Linked DNA regions of Gossypium arboreum: region 2 is linked to region 1. A link is a contact called in public Hi-C data. All regions are on one chromosome and are shown on one strand. The core of a region is the stretch at or near the end of the contact, and the rest is flanking DNA. Distances in the headings are between cores, read along the strand shown. Region 1 holds the start of LOC108477138 (U1 small nuclear ribonucleoprotein A). Region 2 holds the start of LOC108478375 (O-methyltransferase 1, chloroplastic-like).

Evidence for each region. A called contact is a pair of places that touch in the nucleus more often than the background predicts.
Region 2: a Hi-C map of leaf shows a contact between it and region 1, with 3 times the contacts expected there. The contact joins the promoter of LOC108478375 here to the promoter of LOC108477138 in region 1. A contact is called at or near these places in 4 of 5 Hi-C or Micro-C datasets (all in leaf).

The regions. Positions count from the first base shown.
Region 1 is chr12:95,427,499-95,435,227 of ASM2569848v2, forward strand. LOC108477138 (U1 small nuclear ribonucleoprotein A) reads left to right here and starts at 4,280. Exons shown (of 5, transcript XM_017779595.2): 1 at 4,280-4,579; 2 at 4,678-4,850; 3 at 5,201-5,294; 4 at 5,869-5,960; 5 at 6,450-6,999. The coding sequence starts at 4,495. The coding sequence ends at 6,737. LOC108478250 (mediator of RNA polymerase II transcription subunit 28) reads right to left here. Exons shown (of 3, transcript XM_017780690.2): 3 at 7,333-7,651. The coding sequence ends at 7,517.
Region 2 is chr12:95,595,089-95,602,817 of ASM2569848v2, forward strand. It overlaps LOC108478375 (O-methyltransferase 1, chloroplastic-like), which reads right to left and starts at 2,853. Exons shown (of 7, transcript XM_017780832.2): 1 at 2,507-2,853; 2 at 2,257-2,408; 3 at 2,032-2,152; 4 at 1,749-1,873; 5 at 1,539-1,667; 6 at 1,280-1,444; 7 at 951-1,157. The coding sequence starts at 2,714. The coding sequence ends at 1,086. It overlaps LOC108479506 (U3 small nucleolar RNA-associated protein 14), which reads left to right. Exons shown (of 12, transcript XM_017782157.2): 12 at 1-127. LOC108477128 (60S ribosomal protein L22-2-like) reads right to left here and starts at 5,403. Exons shown (of 3, transcript XM_017779584.2): 1 at 5,252-5,403; 2 at 4,924-5,168; 3 at 4,118-4,277. The coding sequence starts at 5,153. The coding sequence ends at 4,133. LOC128286214 (small nucleolar RNA SNORD14) reads right to left here and starts at 4,497; the gene lies at 4,374-4,497. It also overlaps LOC128286103.

The DNA.
Region 1 (7,729 bases), core at 3,030-5,529:
AAGGTTTGTTGTATGAAAACGAATTCAATTTCTGTGTCAAACTTCGTGTCAAAAAATACAATAAGTTAATAAATATATAAATTTTATTATCATAAATATAACTTTATAAGTGGTTTAAATAATTTAATTTTTTTATACATATAGATCTAATCATGGTGACTCAACATGAAAAGTGGGAGAGTTTGAAAAAAAATATAAACTCGAAAAAATGAGTTTAGGTAAAAAATGAGACCTGTTTTCTAAACGGGTCGGGTCTAAGGTAAGTTTTTTTTGTCAAGGCCCGGGCCGAATTTGCAAAAAAAAAATGTTGTTGTGTTTTGCTATGTTTTCACTGTTTTGCTATTGTTTCTATTGTTTTGTTATTACTTTGCCGTCATTTCGCTATTATATTGATACTATTTTGTCGTTTGGATATGGTATAATTATTATTCTATTGTTAGTTTTGCTATTATTTTAAAGACATTTGTTTGCTAGTTACATCTATTTTAGTGTTATTTAAGTATAAATATTTTTAATTTGTTGAGAAATATTTATTTTAATGTTTTTAGTATAAATACTTTGTCGTATTTTTAGTTAGTTTTATGACCATCAAAGTTGGTTTCTGATGTTCCCATGCAAGCCAATTTAGGGAGTCAACAGAAAGGTGATGGTGGTGTTCAAAGCAAGCATCATTGAATGGCTATTCCAAGACTTACAGTTAGGATTTTAAAAAAAGCTCTAGAGGAAATAGAGGCTCCTATCATGGTAAGGAGCATAGAGGTTGATTCTCTCATTCTCGACCTCAACATCAGTTGTGTGGCAAGGTTGGCCATGTTATGCAAACATGCTACTATAGATTTGATGAAAATTTCTCTGAGGTGTCTAATGTTAACCAGGGGTTTTCAATGTTAGTCAACTATCATTATCTCGATATTCAAAACTGTTCTAGTCAAATGTCACATTGTTTCAATCTGTGACATTGTTGTGGTTCTATTGTACCAGTCACACATCAGCCTCATTCTCAAATCAATAATCTACGAGGTCACTCCAACGAAAGCAATGATCAAGGTTGGTATCCAGACTTAAGAGTAACAAATCATATAGCTGCGGACACGTCAACTCCCATAACTGCATCGCCATATACAGGTACAAGTAAAGTGTCTATGGGAAATGGTGATTCTGTTCCTATTGCTCATATAGGTTCTTTTGCTCTAATTGCTGGTTCTAAGGTCTTACAACTAAAAAATGTTCTTGATGTGCCAAATGTTTGTAAGAACTTAATGTCAGTTGGGAAATTTGCGAATGACAATAGGGTTTATTTTTAAGTTCTACCCTTTCCATTGTTTTGTAAAGGACATACAGAAAAGGGTCACTTTACTAGTGGGCCACATGCATAAAGGGCTGCACAGGTTTGACACTTCGTTTACAACACACACTTCTTTTGGAGGTTCATGTGTCTCTTGTGACTTTTTTGTTTCAAAGCATGTGTATAATGTTAAAGTAGACAATGTTGTTGAGTTGTGGCATAAAAGACTTAGCCATCCTTGTACTAGAGTACTCACTCAAGTGTTGCAAAACTGCAATGTTGTTTTCAATAAAACTAAGTTGTCACAAGTTTGTTCAGCATGTCAATTAGGCAAAGCTCATAAGGTAAATTTTTTCATTCTCGAACAGTTTATTTATTTCTTTTTGAATTAGTAGTCTTATATTTATGGGGGTCGGCCCAAACAAAATAAGATGAATTTCTGTATTACATTTCCTTTGTTGATATGTACAGTAGGTATACTTGGTTCTATTTTCTCAAGAATAAGTCAGAAGCCTTGAGGTTTTTCATCAGAAGCCTTGAGGTTTTTCATCCATTTTCAGAAATTTGTTGAAGTACAGTTTGGTTGTCACATAAGGATGTTTCAAAGTGACTAGGGAGGAGAATATCGCTCATTCACAAGAGTGTTGTCTACATTTCAAGTAGCTCATACTTAAAAGGGTCCAGTGAGGTTAGATATCTATATTTCAAACTTGAAATTCTTTCTCGGTTTGAACCTCCAACTTTCCTCCTAATTCTTGTTCGTAGCTCAAGCAAATAAATGCTACGATTGAAAGTTAAGTCTACGGCTGGGCTCCTACAAATACGACCATAACGTCCGTATTATAAATTTAGCCGTCATAATAAATTATGAATTTCATTCGTCAACTCATTTCAATTTAAAACAAATTAAATATTTAGAACAAAAAACTATTCAGATGATTATCTAAAGAAATGGAGATGACACTCGCAATGCAACTCTTAAAAAAAGAACGAATTTGCTTATGTCTCATTATTGAATACTTTGGTAGTTTAATAGCAAAAAGGAACGAGGAGGGAGGGAGGCGTACTTGAAAACGCATTTCAGAATACGCATTTTCATTAAATAATAATAATGAAAGCTTCAGATGTGCTTGAAAATACATTTTAGCAGACGCATTTTCATCGAATAATAATAATTAAAGGGTCTTCTATGCTTGAAAACTTACTAGGGACTCCTGATGTCAGGGCATCTTGTTAGGCTTTGGAAATGTGGTAGATAGAAAGTGCGTTCAACTAAGTGAGCTTTCCTACTGACATGTTGGAGAAAATGTACCTAGCTGGACACGCTTTATTTGTATTTATTGGAAAGCGCACCTAGTTTTCCCTAACATGTCAGTAGGAAAGCTTGCTCAACTGAATGTATTTTCTATCCACCACCTTTCTAAAGCCTGCCAAGATGCCTTGAGCCAGGGAATCCCAGGTAATATTTGAGGCACTTCTGTTTGATATTTGATGAAAACGCCTCTTCTAATACGAGTTTTTAAACACTGATTATTTTTTTTCTTTTCAATCTCAACCCTCCCCCACGTCTATAAAAGGGGGGCTCTCCCTCTATACTCCATCATCCTTAAACCCATTATCCCTTCACTTTACAATATTTCTCTCTCTCGATTTTGTCAAAAATTTTGTCCATGTTTGAGGTATTCTTTAGTTGTTAGCAACGCAATATCACTCCAAGACACACACATTTCATATGTCGTGTTGAGATAAGACTATTACCTTAGAAACCTATCCTATGGAAGTCGGGTTCTGAGGTGACAGTGCTTTATACGATCATGAGTCAAAGTCTATGTAGAGGTCCTGATCGGTGGTCGTTATGCAGTCATGAATTGAAGTATAACTGGGGAGCCAGTTAATGGACGTTATGCGAACACAAGTTCAAACTTTTTGGATACCCGGAGATGTTGCGTTATAAATACCATAAATAAGTTTGAGGGCATAATCATGGGAAAAACCTGAGGGGCTTCTCCCTATAATCTGCATAATTTTTTTCTCCATTTTCATGCAATCGGTATCTTTAACCTTCCTTTTATCCGTAGGCCAACACCGTCTTGTATGCAAGAGAACTCTTAGGAGGGCAACGACTGTGATGATAGAGTAAAGGTAATGCTCCTTTCGGAATGACAATTATTGTTGTTTTTAAACAACTTATTAATAACTACAGTCGTCGTCGCGTCGATCTGAGTTTGACCTCTATTACGCCGAAATATTCACTCTCCTCCTGAAGGTCCTCTAGCATCCACACTAGTGTCAACCATCGAATAAGAATAAAGGTTAAAGATACTGGCTGCCTGAATGTGGAAATTTTTTTTGTTAATTACATCGTTTTTCCCTATGATTATGGTCTCAATCTTACGTATAGTATATATAAGGCATCATCTTCAGGTATCTAAAAAGTTTGAACTCGTGACTGTATAACGACCGTCAACTAGCCTCCAGTTATACTCCAACCTGTGACCACATAACAATCGTCAAATGGGACCTCTACTTAGACTTCGACCCGTGACCGTATAAAGTACTGTCACCCCAGAACCCGACTTTTACAAGATGGGTTTCTAAGGTAATGATCTTATCCCGACACGACATATGAAATGTATGTGTTTTGAGACATGTTATCGCATCATTGGCCCATCAAATCTATCTATAAACTTTCACGATGTCACATTCAAAATCCTAAATAATAAAACCCTTAAATACTTAAACCCAAAAACACTAACCTTAAAAACAATCCCTAACAAAACTTTAAAAATATTCGGTGGTCAACGAGAGAGTGTCTGAAAAGGTGTCCAGCTATGTGTACTTTCACACTCTCTTTACAAAAGTAGTCTATTTCTCTAAATCTTAAAAAAGGTCCTATTTAGCCAATTAACATTTTTTTTATTTAATCAATATGATATCCAATTGTACCGGAAATTTAAAGATTCAGATTTGGATTTGACGGAAGGGGCCTGAAAAAGAACTCATGGACAACCTCGGCCCAAACGTGACCCATCCCGAATCAATATCTGCGCCGAAGTCTCGACCTTTTCGGCTTTCCCCATCGACTGATCTGCAAATCCAATTAGGGCATTTACCCATAAAACCTTGAATCCTAAACCCCATTTCACTCATCTCCATCACTGATTCACTTCCTTTTGCTTTAGCTTTAGAGCCAGAGCCAGGGGAAAACAATGGCTGAGATTAGTCAGGCAGACGAAATTCCTCCAAATATGACACTATACATCAACAATCTCAACGAGAAGATCAAAATCGACCGTACTTATTTCAACTCTCTATATTCCCCCCCCCCCCCAAGAAAAGGCTTGCATTGCTTATCTTTTTTCCCTAATTTTTTTCTCGAATGATTTTTCCAGAGTTGAAGAAGTCATTGCATGCTGTGTTTTCACAATTCGGGAAGATACTAGATGTGTTAGCATTCAAGACTTTGAAACACAAAGGTCAAGCTTGGGTTATTTTCGAGGATGTTAGCTCCGCTACCAATGCTCTTAGGCGAATGCAAGGCTTTCCCTTCTACGACAAGGAAATGGTATATGTATTTTTGCGTATTATTCAATAAATTTCTATAATTTCAGGACTTTTTTAAAACTGGGTTTATGTTTATATCTTTGTTTCTCTTGTTTTTCAACTGATATTAGTTTAGTAGCCTCTTATTTTTTACATGAATGGTTAGATTTTAATTTCATTGGGTACTGTCATTAATGGAGAATGCAACAATTGTCTGAAGTTAGCTTTTAATTTCTCAATTTGCATTTGAAGTGTATTATGAAGATATATTTGGATTATCTTTGATATTTTGATTATAAACCATGTTCTGTACTGCCATAAGGTGTTATATGCTACTAATAACTAATGAAAACAATGTTTAAATATTTGCAGAGAATACAATATGCAAAGACTAAATCAGATATAATAGCAAAAGCAGATGGCACTTTTGTACCCCGAGAGAAGCGGAAGAGGCATGAAGAAAAGGGTACATTCCTCTTTATCCCTTATCTTCTGTTGTAAAAGCTAACAGTTTAGCAAACATTATTGTTGTTGTATGTGGTTTGTTTATATTTGTACTTTCAATCAGTATTGCCACTGTTGTTGGTAATTGGTTATTTCATCTATTATTTTACTTGGATCTTGAAGTTTTGAGTCTTTTAGGATCCTGCTTGGAGCTTTGCACAACAGTCTATTGAGATATTCCTAGCAAATATGTTTACTGTTGAATCGTTTTAGATTGCACATTTAGACGCCTTAATGTCGAAGTAAACCTCACTGTCTACCGCTTCTCACTTTTCTTTTCTTTCACCCCACCACTAATGTAATTTGTTGGGTTCTCATTGTCTCCTATAAACTCATTTTCGAGGTAGTGTACATCAAGGTGTTGATGGAGAATAAAAGTTGGGATGCTTATGTTAGATGTTTTGTACTAAACATGAGTTATTTCTCTCTTAGTCACTGTCATGTTGCTTAGTTTGACATACGTAGCATACTGTCTTATCTGTTTTGCTCTTTCCTGTTCGTCCCTTGAGATTTGTATATGTTGTCTCTCAATGTAGGAGGGAAAAAACGGAAAGAGCAACTTGATCCTAATCAAGCGTCAGCAGGTTTGAATCCAGCTTATGCGGGTGCTTATGGTGCAACACCTCCTGTAAGTGATACAAAATATAGTATCTTATCATGGATTAACTCTCTTTTTCCTCTCTATGGACTCTGGTTGAAATGAACTTTGCTTAATCTTGCAATTATGATATTAATATGGATTATTTAGAAGGTTATATATTTCAGCCTGTGGCCACATTTTTAACTTTTGAGCTGCTTAAATCTAGTTGCTGCAAACCTTATGCTAGTCAAAAGAGTTGACGAGAGCATCTTTTGTTGATACAACATGGAATTTGTCTGTGCTTTGCTGTGTTGATGACTTATTGCATATTTATTTGCTCTCATGAAAGTCTGATGCTAATTGAACTTGACCATTCTTTAACATTAGACCCTACGAGATTCGTGGTGGTCCACAGCATGATGGTCAAAGCTTGGATACTTTTGAATTGTAATTGAATGAAACTGGTCCTTTTGCTTAAGGTTAGGCCTGCATATGTTTCTCATTATTTGCTCCTATCTTTTCTCTGAAATGCTACAGCTATCACAATTACCCTACCTGGGTGCTAGACCAATTGTTCCAGAAGCTCCTGCACCACCAAATAACATCCTGTTTGTTCAGAATCTTCCTCATGATGCAACCACAATGATGCTGCAAATGCTTTTCAATCAATACCCCGGTTTAAAGGATGTCAGAACAGTGGAAACAAAACCAGGTATAGCCTTTGTCGAGTATGAAAATGAGATGCAATCAACCGTCGCTATGCAGGCACTGCAAGGTTTCAAGATACAGCAAAACCAGATGTTGATTACTTACGCAAAGAAGTAGATAAAAAAAGACCCAAAGGGTCCTTTTATGTTGCTTCCAACTTGAGAAGGGCCGAGTGTATGGGTGGCCAATTAGATGCCAATTGCCATTCAAATCTAATAGCTGTTTTTGTGATATAGTATCTTTAACTAGAACTTGAGAATTGTAATTGTAGATTGTTGATCAGTTAATGTTCTGCAACAATTTCCCTTTTCTACTTGTCTTTTTTATGCTTACCTCGTTTTGAGTTCATATTTTAAGCTTTTGATTTGACTTTGGATTATTTATCTTTGTATACATACAGATTTGTGCTGTTTGGTGCTCCTTTTCCTGCCAAAGCAGATAAAATCAACTTCATTTCTTTAGTTGCAGCACTGAAACAAAGAGTTCCACGCTCTATCATATGCTTTTCAAATTGTATTTTGCCCTCTGTACTTAAAAAATAAAAAAATTAATTTTTATATATTAAATTAAAAAACAAATTGATCGTTACATTTAAAATTACTCAAATCTAACAAACAGGAATCAAACAGGAATCAAATTGCTTATTTTTGAGTAAGGCAAACTGCAATCCTATTCCTAGATCCAAATATGATTATATCAAGTATAACTCACATGGGCAAAATTAGTATATGGAAGGATTGTATTAATTGTGCTTTCTGCAGTTACACAAGCAGCAGATATAATGCTTCACTGCCAGTACAAAGCAACATGATGATTGGTGGTAAAGCTAGACACTAAGATCAATCTCAAACAAAATATAACCCCAGAGATTATTAGCACACAAGTATCGCCAATAACTATACTCTCTCCAGTTCAGTAGTGTGTTGGTCCAGTTGGTCACTCAAATCCTTCCTCCATCCCTGGATCAGTCTCTCCTGATTCTTCATCATCTCCGTCTTCGTTTTCAACTCTTCTTCCATTGTTGCAATCTCCTGTTACAACGTCAAATTAGGGTTCTTTGCGGAGGATTCATCAATAAATCACGTACATCAATCATCTATAGTAGTAGA
Region 2 (7,729 bases), core at 1,603-4,102, 170 kb after region 1:
TTTATATTTATATAAGTTATATTTTGCTATTAGTTTATTCAATTTGATCTTAGTTTTTGTATTCTAAAATTTTGAAATATCAATTTTGATTCTAATGAATTTTAATTGTGTAATTTTATACATAAAATATTATTTTAATTTATAAATTACTAACTCTATTATAAAATATATTATATATAAAATTCTTTCAAGTGCATACAATTAAATCATTAAAAATTATGTATACATTTGTATTACTATAAAAATTTTGTATAATTGTATACGATATTATAATTTATATATTAAATAACACATTGGATAAATATCAAAATTATGCATGAATTTTAATTTAATATATAATAGTATGCATGAATTTTAATTTTGTGTAATTATACACATAAAATTTTAATTATGGTTATACACATAAAATTTTAATTTGGATTTAATTATGTACATTTAAAGATATAAATATATCAATTAATTTTTAAATTGGATATATATAATAATTTATATATGTAATATATAAACATAAAATGATATTATATAAATAATTGTGTTAATAATTTACAAGAATTTGATAAAATTAAAATTTTGTATATAAAATTACATAAAATAAAATTTTATATACAAAATTACACTGAATTATAGTTTTGGGATATATACCAATAAGACATCATATCAAAGTTGGTTTTGAAATTTGGATGTATCTATTAAAATAATGGGTATCATATGAAAAGGATAAGCAGGTAATGATATATGTGAAAAGTAGTAGAATTCAACGAAAACCAAAGAAATACAAGATCTAAAAATAAATGATTAGTTAGCGTACATAAGCTAAGTTTGCAACTTAAGAGAAATATAGGGACTAATAACAAAATTTGACCATTTATTTATTTATATACTGCTATTTAAGTAATAAGTATACTCTGGGTGGAAAGCCTTTTTATGTATTCCATTTACCAAAAAAACGATTTAAAAACAAAGGAAACTCTTTCTCAAGCCTTTTAGGTACGTGTAACCAGGAAAATTGGCAAGAAATTACAGAAACAGAAAGGATAATTCCATTACAGGCCACACCCAAAAAAAGAAAGCAACTCTTTGTCCATTTAAAGGTCCTCAAACCCTTCCTCGTCTCCATCTTCGTCCACCCTTTGCAACTCTTTCCTCCAAGTTTCCATCTTTGCAAGAAAAACAAAAAACTCAACATAATTAACAATAAGATGAACATTTATAACATGTATATGTAAACTAATGCACTCTGATGGTTTCACAGTTTAAACCAGAAACAAGTCAATTGTACCTGATCATCCGAACACCGCAATTGTTCCGCAACAAATAGTATCTTCTCATAGTCTCCCGGTTTTACCACCTTACTTAATCTTTTAGCTACTTCGTCGTAGCTAATCATGTCCACCTTGAAACCGTAGCTCATAAAAATATTGTTAATCCATTTCTTTGTACTAGACTGCAACATGGGAAACCAAACAACAGGGCATATAAAGAACAAGCAATGTACATTATAGAACAAGTACAGCTATGAAAAAAATAACATAACAGACCTTGTTACCGATTCCAGTCTCTGCCAACCATGCAGGCAACTCACCGAAGAAAAGGCAACCCTTCATGGCCATTCCACTTACCGTGAGTAAGATCTCTTCGAAACTTACCAAAGTCATCAAAGGTAGTCCCTATCCAAAAACAACATCGAAAGAATCATAAATTCGGGCCGAAAGTTTCAGCTAACAAGCATCGGGATAACCATTTTTCACCTGTATAGCCCATACACTCGGACGAGTACCATTAAAGCCTTTTGTAACCAAAGTTTCTTGAATGTTAGGGGTTTCCAATGGAACATGAAGAAACAAACATCGCTGTGGGATCTTAGCCCCGACACCTAATATCGTTCAACAACATTCTCTCTCAGAACATATTCAACTACATTGTCTAATCTAAAACCAAACCATATGCAATAAAAATACTAGATTGTAATAATTCAAGACATATACAGAAAAATGAATTGCTAATTTTCCTAAAATTTCAACAGTTACGCACCATCAAGCTTCTCAGCCGCCTTCTGGAATACCCTTAGAGGGGATATATCAAACATAATGGTAGAGCTTGGCCAATTAAGCCTATATGGCCGAGTATCCATTCCATCTGATAAAAGCACAACCTGCAAATTTTATATTGAAAAAAAGAGTCAAATATTTTACCACAAAAAAAGAAAAAGAAAAAGAAAAGGTTATTTGAACCATGGGGTTAGTTAAAAAGAAGTACCTGTTTAAGCCCATCCATGTGGTTTACAGTACTAAGCAGCTTATCATCAATGAACTTGGTTGCAATGCAATATTGTTTCGCCTTGGTTTCCATATCCATTTGAGTATGCGTTGAAACGAAGCACCCAGCATAAGGATCAATAAAAAGAGGGTCTGCATGTTCAATTTATAATTTGACTATTAAAGGTTAGCTGAAATTTGAAAAGATAGTGTAAAATAGAGAATTGGGGGGAATTTTTTTTTTTGCTTGCCTTGTCGATGGGTCTCGTGAAAACGAAGAGAAGCTGAATTGATTGCTGCTTGGAGTAATGGGTCATTGTCATCGCTGAGTTCAGCTCTGATTGAACATCCATTTCTAAGCTTCTTCTTCTTGTTGTGGGTATTGGGGAAGAGCAGTGGCGCAATTGAAGCGGACGACGGTGGCGCGGCCGAACATGCGAATTTCAGTGCACATTGCATAATTGGGTTTGCCGGTGGAGTTGGTATTGTAATTTACTCACATAGAGAGGTTGAATGGCAGGGATTTTGGTAAGCTTTTGCATCATATATCACTCAACGGTCAGCATAACCGTCCATCTATAAAATCTCTCTTTCCTTATACTTCGCTATTATTATTATTATTATTATTTACTTATCAATTAATAATTTTTTAATAAATTTTAATCACAAAATTATTTTTCTTATTGGAAAAAATGAAAATAAATCATTGAAGAATATTACAACTTATAACATCTTTTAACTAAACCCAAAAGTATAAGCTTCTCAGACTTCATCCAAAATTAAATTTAAATCCAGTTCAATCTAATTTAATTATCAAATTACATTAAAATAATTTAAAATAATATAAAAAATAACTTAAAATGATTTGAACTCAAATATCAAACACGAATAATAAAATCTGAAAATTTTCAATTCTAAAAAATCAAATAAAACGAGTCACAAATAAAAAATTATCTAACAAATAACTCAAAATGTTTTGCATCTAAATAACTCCTGGATCTTGAAAACTTAGGTTTAAGGGTAAGTTTGGATGGACGGCATGTTTACTTACGGTTAGTGTAAAAATAATGGTGACAGTAAAATTAGATACTGTAACAATACTGTAACGTGAGAAAAAAAAGTAAACTAAATACCACACCACACCCCACCCCACCCCATCACCCATCCAAACTCACCCTAAATCTTCTTTTTTTTTTTTAATGCATAATAGAGGAAATTATACTTGTGTAAGTGATTCCCACACTATCAGCATGTAAATTTGACTTAGTTTGAAGAAGTGATATCCAAGCTCCATTATTTTTACACCATTAGAAAACGCATCCGCTACACCATTTGATCTCCCGATAAACGTGTTCCAGACGAACAATTGCAATGTGGAATTCAATTTCCTTCGTTTCTTGTGCATTGCATTGCTTGATTACATAGATTTGTACTTAAAGTTTGTACATGTTTTATACTTGTATTAATGAAACTCGAAAAAAAAAAACTATTACGACTCAATGGGGTTTTGATCCAAGCTAACATTGTAGACCTAGGCAATGCATTCATCGTTGCCAATTCAACAAAGTAACTACTTGTCGATCCCAAAAAGAAGATACCAACACCAGTTGCTAGCCATGGCAATGTAAGCAAAAAAGGAGGCTACTGATAATTTGAAATTGTAAGGTTGAAGATCAATTAGGAGCCTACTAATTAACTCAAAAGAAAAATGCATCTTTTTTATAGCAAATTTTACTATCAGCAATCAAAATTTCATTGCAAATTAGAGTAAGGTCTGAAGGAAAAAAGCAGAACATGACACCTTAAATAGATAAAAAGAGGTTCCTAAGAAATAATAAAGCAGTAAACTAGAAAAAAAAAAATGTGGAACTGATTCTTCATTCTTCCTCCTCCCCTTCATTCTCGGCAATATTGAAGTAGCGGAGTTCATAAACAGATCTGTCCTTGTTGGAAGCAATCACTCGAAGCCAATCCCGGACATTGTGCTTCTTCAAGTACTTCTTCGTCAAGTACTTAAGATAACTGGAAATAAAAAGTCTAACAATTAGTCAAACTAAGACTTAATTGAATGTTCAAAATCGGAAGCTAGTTCTTTCTAACAAACAACAACCAAAATGAGGTCTCAGACATCCAAGGAAGGATCAAAGCAGCAGAAGCTCTCAAGCCTGGCGAAGGCGAAAGCTCTCAGGCGGCCACTGCGAATATTTTGAGAAACATGCCTTAAGAACTGTCATCATTGACCTCAACACTAAAAGTTCCATTGATCCTATCCATAACACTAAGCATCTAAAATTATCAAATTCTCAACACAAAATCAATTAAATTTATATAGCAAACAAAAACCCATTCCCTTATAAGATTCAATTCAATTTATATAAACTCTGAAAGAGAAACTGCAACAAAAGGGAAATTAAAAGGCAATATTATCAAGGCCTCAGACATCCAAGGAAGGATTAAAGCAGCAATAGCTCTCAAGCCCGGCGAAGGCGAAAGCTCTTAGGCGGCCACTGCGAATGTTTAGAGAAACAAGCCTTAAAAGTTATCATCATAGGCCTTAACTGCATTTTTGCCTAAAACTCAAAGCCATTATCAAGATCTAAAATTCATAGATGCAAACCCTAAACCCCAAATCACAACTAAAAGATGAGAAGAGAAATGAGGAAAGTACCGCTTGGAGAAGTTGGAATCGGACGTGACGGTGATTTTGGTCTTGTCGCGGGTGACGGTGACGGAGTCGCCAAGAGCACCGGCTTTGCCGCCTACCTTGATCCGTTCCTGGAGGAACTTTTCGAGTGAGGCAATGTCCATGATCTTATCTTCAACCGGCTTAGCACAGTCGATGGTAAAGGTCGCTCCTTTCTTCTTCCCCTTGGGTCCCGCTGCTGTACCACGACTCATCTTCGCACCAACTCACTGCGTTTCCACCGAGTCAAACCATAAAAAAAAAAGGAACAGAAAAAATAAAGGAGGAAGCTAGGTTTAGAGGGAGAAAGTACCTTAGTTGCCGCAGCGTATTTTTGAAGATAATAATCAACGGCGGCGAAGTTACGAATACTTATGGCGGAGTCTATATATTGATTCACGAGTCTAGGGTTTTCAAGGATTCTTATTCAAGTGTGTAAATTTTGGGCTAAAACGCTCAATAGATAGGAAATGAACAGAAAAGAAATGGATTGTTGTTTTTGTCCAAACCCAAATTAACCTTATTTTAGCCCAAAAAGGATTACGGCATAATATGTTTTTTTTGCTGCAATTTTAACCCTAATTATAATGTTAATCCAATATTAAAAATATAATGAAAATTTTAGTTTCTAATGTTTATATTTTTTTATCAATTTTACTCTCAATTTTTTATAGAGTTCAATTTGACCATCAACCTTTAAAAAAATAGAATCGTTGTTTTTCAAACAAAATATTAACTAAAATTTAAAAATTTTAAACACGAGAATCTATGTATACGTAATGCTTTTTTTTATATGTTATTTAAATTTTATTTTTAATATTTTTATAAAATTTAAATTATTTATTGAGGTATCATATAAGACAAATATTATGTTAGTATGAAGTACATGTGGTCTATCATACTAGTTACTACTCTAACGTCATTAAAAATTTAATGTTTTAATCTATATTTTTATTAAAATAAATTATTTGACTATTTTTAAAAATTAATATTAAAATTTAACCAAAAAATCTGAATTATGAAATTTCGTAATATATATTTCTTTATTGTTACTTCTATAAAAAAATAATTGTAAAAAATAGAATATAAGTTTACAAACTTATGAGGCAGCCATACTTGTCAAAAAAAACATTATTAGTTAAATAGTTTTTTTTTTTTTTGAAAATGTAAGAAAATAGGTTGTTTTTTGGAGAATGTGTGTGAAACTGCGTCCAGTGTTTTTCCCCAATGGTAAAACTAAACGCGTCAACGATAAAATTTCAAATAAGCCCAATGGTAACTTTTTGTCTTAGAAATACCCAAACCATTTTCTATTATTTTCACTCAAATCCAACTCTCTCCATTCTCGTTATTCTCTCAAGATTAGTTCGGAAATTTGCAATAAATTTGTCATAAAAATATTCTAGTTTACTTTATTATTTTGTAAATTATTTATTTCGATTAATTTTTTCACAAATGGTACGTCCTTTTATTTATTTAGACGACAAGGTGATTCTGCTGCACAATCTGTAATGGTAAGGAAAATTTTTAATTTTCGTTAATTTCAATTGAGTTAATTTTAAATTTCTTAAAATTTTTAAATTATTTTTTATATAAATCGGCGGATGATCGAGTTTTGAAGGGGTTCATACACAATTTATCTAAAGAGTGCACCAAGGGAAATTCGTTGTTATTTGCAAGATGCGGGATTCTTACATGCATCTCATATGCTCGGGGGCTGTAAATTGGATCTCACACTTATCAGCGCGTTGGTGGAAAGATAGAGACCTAAGGCACTTCCATCTTCCATGCGATGAGTGTACAATCACACTCGATGGCATAGGCATAGCTTTACAACTCGGTTTACCTGTGGATGAGCCAATCATTATGGGGGCAGTGGTCGTTCTCGGCAAAGAAGACCTTTGCGAGACATTTCTAGGGAAGGTGTACAAGTTTCAAGGTAGCCAAATAGAGATGAATATTGCAATATAATTTTAAAGAATTTCCTGTGGACGCGACTAACATCATCAAAGAGCAATACGCCTTAGAATTCATTTTGAGGTTAATCGGGGGCATTATAGACCAGTATACTTCTTTCTTGTCCATAAGCTCGTCTTCTTTTGAAAAGATGACATGATTTTTCATTGGCACCTCCCGTCACGCATTGCATACTTTGCCTCGAATTTCTTCGAACAAGATTTTGTGACATAATAGTTCAAATTATTCTTGAAGCTGAACCGCTTTAGTGTAGTAAGAAAAGAATCTTTTGAGGAATAGTCTATGCCAGCTTCTAATTCCCTGACATTTAACGATGAACTTGCATGGCCAAGTCTTCTGTGCAAGAGCTGCGGGAACTTTAACCCATCTTTAGTGGAAAGGTCGACGTTATGCATGTGGGACGGAGTTTCATATAACCTGAATCCCATATATGGGCCAGAAGCATTGTCCAAACTATCATCATCAGAAACCACAAGGTTTTGGCTCAGTTGGAACCTACTCTAGTTCATAAAAAAATGCTACTTCTGAAACATTTGGCCCGGACTGCTGAATTGCATCGGGGTCGGATTCAGATCCTTGAAAAACATCCTCTAGCCCTTTGTCCACACCTGCATCTTCTTCCTCAACAGCATCTTCATTGCCATATTCAACCAAAGGGTTCGATGTACCTTCGTTGGACCCGAACGTAGGGAGTAAATCATCAGTTCTTCAATATCCCATGTTACAGTCAAAATCTGCACTGGTTTGGTGTTAGATCTGGTACACTAAGTGTAATATATTCATTTGTAAACTTGTAATGTTTTCGAACAGATTG